Regions from separate parts of the Macaca mulatta genome. Here region 1 is linked to region 2. Evidence: chromatin contacts called from public Hi-C data. All regions are on one chromosome and are shown on one strand. The core of a region is the stretch at or near the end of the contact, and the rest is flanking DNA. Distances in the headings are between cores, read along the strand shown.

Region 1 (2,963 bases), core at 14-2,513, 77 kb before region 2:
TGTTGTAAAGAATGAATGACTTGGCCAGGTAATGGAGCTTCCAGTATGGAGAGCCAAGGCTTTAAACACACCTGCCTGACTCCACGGTCCATGCTGTCAATTCTCCAGTGTAAACGTTTTTTACTCAGTAAGTCTCCATTACAGGCCCTATTCTAGGCTCAGGAAGGCAAAGATTATTACCATTATAACTCTGTCCCCAAAGGGCTCCAATCTATTTAGCATTAAGCATATGTAGAGTTTCAGAAGGAACCAGCGGCGAGACTGGTGAATCAAAGCTTAGTGCCTCACCATACTCCCCCAGTGTATGCTCAATAGTTCGTTGAACTGTGGAGATAAGTTGGTGGGTAGGGTCTCAGAAGAATGAGAGGACAGGAGACACAGCTTAGGTGTTTAGTTTCATATTAGACCGGCTCCTCTGAGCCAGAAGTCGAGGATGAGTGAGCCCGCACCGGGAGCGAGATGACATTGTCAGCTGAATAACCCACGTAGTGAAGGAGGTTCACGGAGTTGGAAAATCGGTAGGCGGAACGAGGCAGTGGGCTCCCATGTTAGGTTGAAAGGCAGGTGTTAGCTTGAAGCCAGTTACTGTTTACCCCGCAGCTCAGTAGCTTGGAAACTGGAGCAGGAGGCCTGGCTGGGCTTACCCAAAGCTGGGATTTGAGCCCAGGGTGCCTACTCCATTGCCTGGCCTACAGTCCTCAGTAACTTGTACGAGGACCACAGAAAGTTACCTGTTTTCACCCTTGTCTTCAACCAAGCACGGTAATGCCCCCATTTTCCAGATGAGGCAATTGAGGCCAGAAACATTAGGGGTCGTTGAAGCCCGAAGAGGATTTGTTCAGGGCAGGCCGGCCCAAACGCACCAGGAGTGCCCCTGGCTCTGGAGAGGCCACCTACTGGACAGCATTTGCCTGTATCGCCTATCCCCAGCAAATCAGGCGCCTGGAAGAGGATCCCCGATGGGTCCGACGGAGAGCACTCCGGCAACCCCGCCGTTCCCAGCAGGCCGTGCGGCCGCCCTCAAGACGGCCGCGTGGGCAAGAGTCAGGGGTGCGGTGTTGCTAGGAATAAAAGATCAACATCCGGGCCTTGTAACCCACAACCTCCAGGGAATGCCAACAAGGCCCTAGCGCCCTGGCGCCCCTGCAACGGCCCACGTCCGGGTCCAGGCCCGCCCCGCCAGCGCTGATTGGAGGGTAGCGAGAGCGCCGTCCAGCGATTGGTAGGTAGTGTCACAAAAGGGGCGGGGCGCGGCGGTCGCAGAGCGTTGTCGGTCAGTGCCTTACGTGGAGTCGCTCGTGGGGTCGCTGGGCCCTGTCGACCTGTGGGCGGGCGAGCGAGCCAGCGGACAAGACTGCGGGTGAGGCTGAGCTAGCAAGCGGCCGGCAGGGGGGGCGCCCGGGCTGCGAGCCGCTGAGCCCAGCCGCGCTGCCGCCGCCGGCCGTAGTAGGGCCGGAATGGCGCAAGGCCGGAGTGGTGTTGCCGCTCGGCGCCTGGCTGCCGGGTAGCGTCCCGTCCCCGCCCCTCGCCTTGCGGCCTGACGCCGGCCGCTGCTGCCCGGGGACCGGAGCGGCGGGTCGCCTTTGCCCAGGACACACGCTCTGGCGTTTGTTCCTTTGGGCGTGACGCCAGCTTCAACGGGTACCCGGCTTTCCCGACGGGTGCTGATCTCCGAGTCGCTGTTGTCACGCGGTCTGCTGTGCTCCAGATTCAGGCCCGTGGGTCTGGGGAGCCCGGATTGGTCTTGGAGGAGCAACGGCTGCGCAGGTGACTCGGTGGCCTCAAGTGTGTAGGTATCAGGATGGCGCGAGGAGATGCTGGCTGAAATATTTCCCAATTCCGCTTGCAGATAAACTCCGTACTTGAGCTTAGGCTACAGACAAATTAGGCGGTTGATGTGGTTCTGTACCTCGTATTTAGAACTTTAGGGATGTTTTCACATTATCAGTAAAGGAAGATCTGTGTCACAGTTTTAATGGCAGCTTCATATTCTGGATATCTTTATGTTTGGGAAAATGTTTCAAAGGTGATGCTCTTCTGTAGCTAAGCTTTAGAGCAGAGGATGGAGCAAATTCTGAGTTACTGAAATTACGTATTCAGCGCTATTGCCTGTTTACCTTTAACTTCCGTTTCATCTTTGGAGTTGTGTTTTTGGAACTTTTTCAGAAGAGATGAGAGAAATGCTTTGGGAATTGATTTTTTCTTTTTTCTTTTTTCTTTTTTTTTTTAAGTTCTAGGGTACATGTGCACAGCGTGCAGATTTGTTACATAGGTATGGTGCCATGTTGGTTTTCTACACCGATTACCTCATCGTTTACATTGGGTATTTCTCCTAATGCTGTCCCTCCCACAGTCCACCTCCCCAGACAGGCCGGTGTGTGATGTTCCCCTCCCTGTGTCCAAGTGTTCTCGTTGTTCAGTTCCCACCTCTGAGTGAGAACATGCAGTGTTTGGTTTTCTGTCCTTGTCATAGTTTGCTGAGAATGATTGTTTCCAGCTTCATTCATGTCCCTGCAAAGGACATGAATTCATCCTTTTTTTATGGCTGCATAGAATTCCATGGTGTATATGTGCCACATTTTCTTAATCCAGTCTATCACTGATGGACATTTGGGTTGGTTCCAAATCTTTGCTATTGTGAATAGTGCCGCAATAAACATACGTGTGCATGTGTCTTTATAGTGGCATGATTTATAATCCTTTGGGTATGTACCCAGTAATGGGATGGCTGGGTCAAATGATATTTCTAGTTCTGGATCCTTGAGGAATCGCCACATTGTCTTCCACAATGGTCGAACTAATCTACAGCCCCACCAACAGTGTAAAAGTGTTCCTATTTCTCCACATCCTCTCCAGCATCTGTTGTTTCCTGACTTTTTAATGATCGCCATTCTAACTGGTGTGAGATTGTATCTCATTGTGGCTTTAATTTGCATTTCTCTGATTGCCAGTGATGATGAGCA
Region 2 (3,016 bases), core at 112-2,611:
GAGGCTCGGAAAGGTTAAGAAAATTGCCTAGACAGTAATGGCTGAGCCAGGACTCACCCTATCTTTGCCTCCATGAGTACTGCTTATCAGCCCTGCTTAGCTCACAGATCCCTGTTAAACTACGAAGGTTCTGCCGCTTCCTGCAGAAGGATGATAGGATTCCATATCCATAGATCAGTCAACCAATTCTTTTGCTCACCAAGCCTGGTCTAGGCATCAGCTATACCAATGGAAGATATTGGTACTGCCTTCATGGAACACCTGCTGCCAGAAGCAGTAGAGTCAACCAGATTCTGGCAACCGGCCTTGATAACCTATTTTCCATAGTAAACGACAAATGGAGAAAATTCATCATTTTCTGTTCTTTGTAATACTGTATTCTAAGTGTGTTACGGAAATGAAGATGTTTTGACCTTGCTGATCCAGAGGATATTTTGAGCACACTGTTTTGAACCTGACAATCTGCTCTTTACTTAGCCAAAAATGCAAAGTGGTCAGAATTGTAGGGAAGAATTGATTAGCTATATGATAGATCACTCCTGGACAACAGAACAACTGTGGAATATTTGAGAGGATTTGCTTATAATTCACTCATGAATTTACTAAGAAATACAAATTAGTCACATTTTATGCATTATTATGGGACAAATAAAATTAGCAGTGGTTGAAACTATTTCTGGGAAGTTTGATCTAGGAAAATTGGGATTTGGTAGACAATGATGAAAGTGACAGAGGAATAATAAAGTAAGTTTTATGTGGACAAAAGATGAATGCCGAATCAAATATTTAGACGTGTATGTACACAAAGATGATTTCTGATAAAAATTAAAATACAATTTAAAAGTAGTAGTCGTATAAACCTCTTTCACATGCTTTCTCTGGCTCAGAGGGCTATGCTGTGGGCATCTATCTTTCAGTCCAGATTACAGAGCGAAAGCAAACAAAAATCTGTCAAGGCAAAAACCATTACTACTTATTCCTTCGCTTTCCCTCCCGTTTGATAGCCTCAGGTAAGAAAGTATTTTCCACTTTCTTCTCCAAGTACAACATCCTTTTGCCAGACAAAATTTCCTTTTCCTTCCAAAACACCAGTATTAATAACACATGTAGTCAGGCCCACGACACACTAAACGACAAAGGCAGAGCTGGGGAAGTCTTCGGTTCCAAGCCTGGTGGGTCCTCGCCTGGGCACAGCGAAGGGGTGGAAGCACAGAGGTGTCGCGCAGCCGCACCCGCAGCAGCCGGCCCCCAGCGCGCTGTGGCCACCCGGGGAACGCCTCCACCCAACCCGGCCGGACACGTGACGCCCGCGTCACGTGACCTGCCAGTCGGCCTCCTCACGCGGAGGGGCGTAGGGTGTAAACAGGCAACGCGCTGGCGGAGGTTCGGCCCTGCTACGTCCGCGTCTCGGGCATGCTGGAGGAGGGCCGGGGCGGTTGCGCCGCCAGCTCAGAGCCCACCTGAGGTAACTCTTGGGGCTTCTAGAATCCACTCCTCCACGCCGCTCGCAGCTGTCCCTGCTGGCCGCCAATAAGGGCGGCCGAGCCCCCGGCCCGGGCAGGGGGTGTGGCTGCCGGCCGCCCGGTCCGCGACAGGTGGGCCGCCAAGGCCCCGGACCTGCGCTGCCCCTGGGCTGGGGGCCCGGCGTGGAGCACGCGGAGAGGCAGCGCGACTCGGGGCCGTGGGTCCTTCTGCCCTGGTGCTGGCGTCTGCTCCTGGGGCCGGGCCGAGTCGAACCAGGAACCGCAGAAGCAGTCTGCGCCAAGGGCCCTAGGCCGGACGCCCGGGGTGCCAGGTCTTTTCCCTGACGGGCTGTGAGACCTTGAGCCCGTCAGCCGTCGTCCTTGGCCTGAGTTTGCACATCTGTAAAATGGAAGCTCGGACTAGTAATCCGTGAGGACCTTCCACGTCTGACGTGTGATCTTGAGAGACCTGCGTACATTCGGGGTGCCAGAAGGAAAGCATAGGTAGCTATTTTGTCCTTTAGTTGCTAACTTTTCGTTGATCTTTAAATCCGTTTTCATCTTAAATGATTCGGATTCCTGTTCACCTGGCTGAAGTTTTTAATAGAAAACTTATTGGGTGGGGGTTATAATGGTTTATGTTACCGTTTTCATGTTTCTTTAATGCAACAAAACCTTTTTTTTCTTAAAATCTATTTGGAAGCCCAGATTGTAAAAATAAATGGAACCCTTTTCTGCCTCATTATCACTATTCTCACGACCCACCCCCGCGCTAACTACCCTTAAGGACCCATGGAAGTCATAGGTTGAGGAGCTCCGTATGGAGTTGAGGAAATGTTTTGTGTATTTTTTAATTTGATAGGATCTGGAAAATGAATTCTTTGCATATGTGGAGTTTTCTGTTATCTTTCTCCTTATTTTGTTCGATTGCATGCTATGTAATTACAGAGACAATTAGCATAACCCTCACATACCATACTTCGGGGCCTTTTTTGGCCCCGAAATTTCTGATAAAGACGTTTCTTGTTCCATCTTTCCTTGCATCCCAGTCCCTGGGGAAGTAAGTGTATGTTTATAATAGTGAGACTTCATGCCTCATTGCTGATTTAGTTGCTCAGATACAGAATGGGAATGGAAGACTTTTGAGACCAACCCGATAGGTTAGGACATATCAGAAAAACATGAAAACTCTAAAAAATATGAAAACTGAAGGAGTATATGAACTCAAGTCGTTGAGAGTCATGGAATAATGTGAACATGCCCTCGTGTGAAATCTTGAGACCCTGGAGCAAGAGAATTTTGGATTTTGAGAAAATTGAGTTTAAGAGAAAAAGATTTCTGTTTCATATGGTGAGTGAACATGTAAACAGTATGAGGTGGTAGTGTGTAGACAAAATTTTCAGGTTTTTTTTTTTTTTTTTAAAGAGTAACACATAGTTTCCTAATGGATTTTGGAGACTATGGTTTTAAGAGATGTACTGAAACTTGAAGTTTAATGTTAAAAGAGGGAAACGATACCCTTTTACAGCTTGTCTGCTTATTGCTTCTGTGAG

The links. A called contact is a pair of places that touch in the nucleus more often than the background predicts.
Region 1: a contact with region 2 is called in a Hi-C map of liver, with 2.2 times the contacts expected there. The contact joins the promoter of ZFAND4 here to the promoter of MARCHF8 in region 2. A contact is called at or near these places in 2 of 14 Hi-C or Micro-C datasets (CD4 T cells and liver).

Annotation. Positions count from the first base shown.
Region 1 is chr9:58,674,883-58,677,845 of T2T-MMU8v2.0, reverse strand. It overlaps ZFAND4 (zinc finger AN1-type containing 4), which reads left to right and starts at 1,263. Exons shown (of 9, transcript XR_001447076.3): 1 at 1,263-1,789.
Region 2 is chr9:58,598,191-58,601,206 of T2T-MMU8v2.0, reverse strand. MARCHF8 (membrane associated ring-CH-type finger 8) reads left to right here and starts at 1,361. Exons shown (of 9, transcript XM_077946346.1): 1 at 1,361-1,465.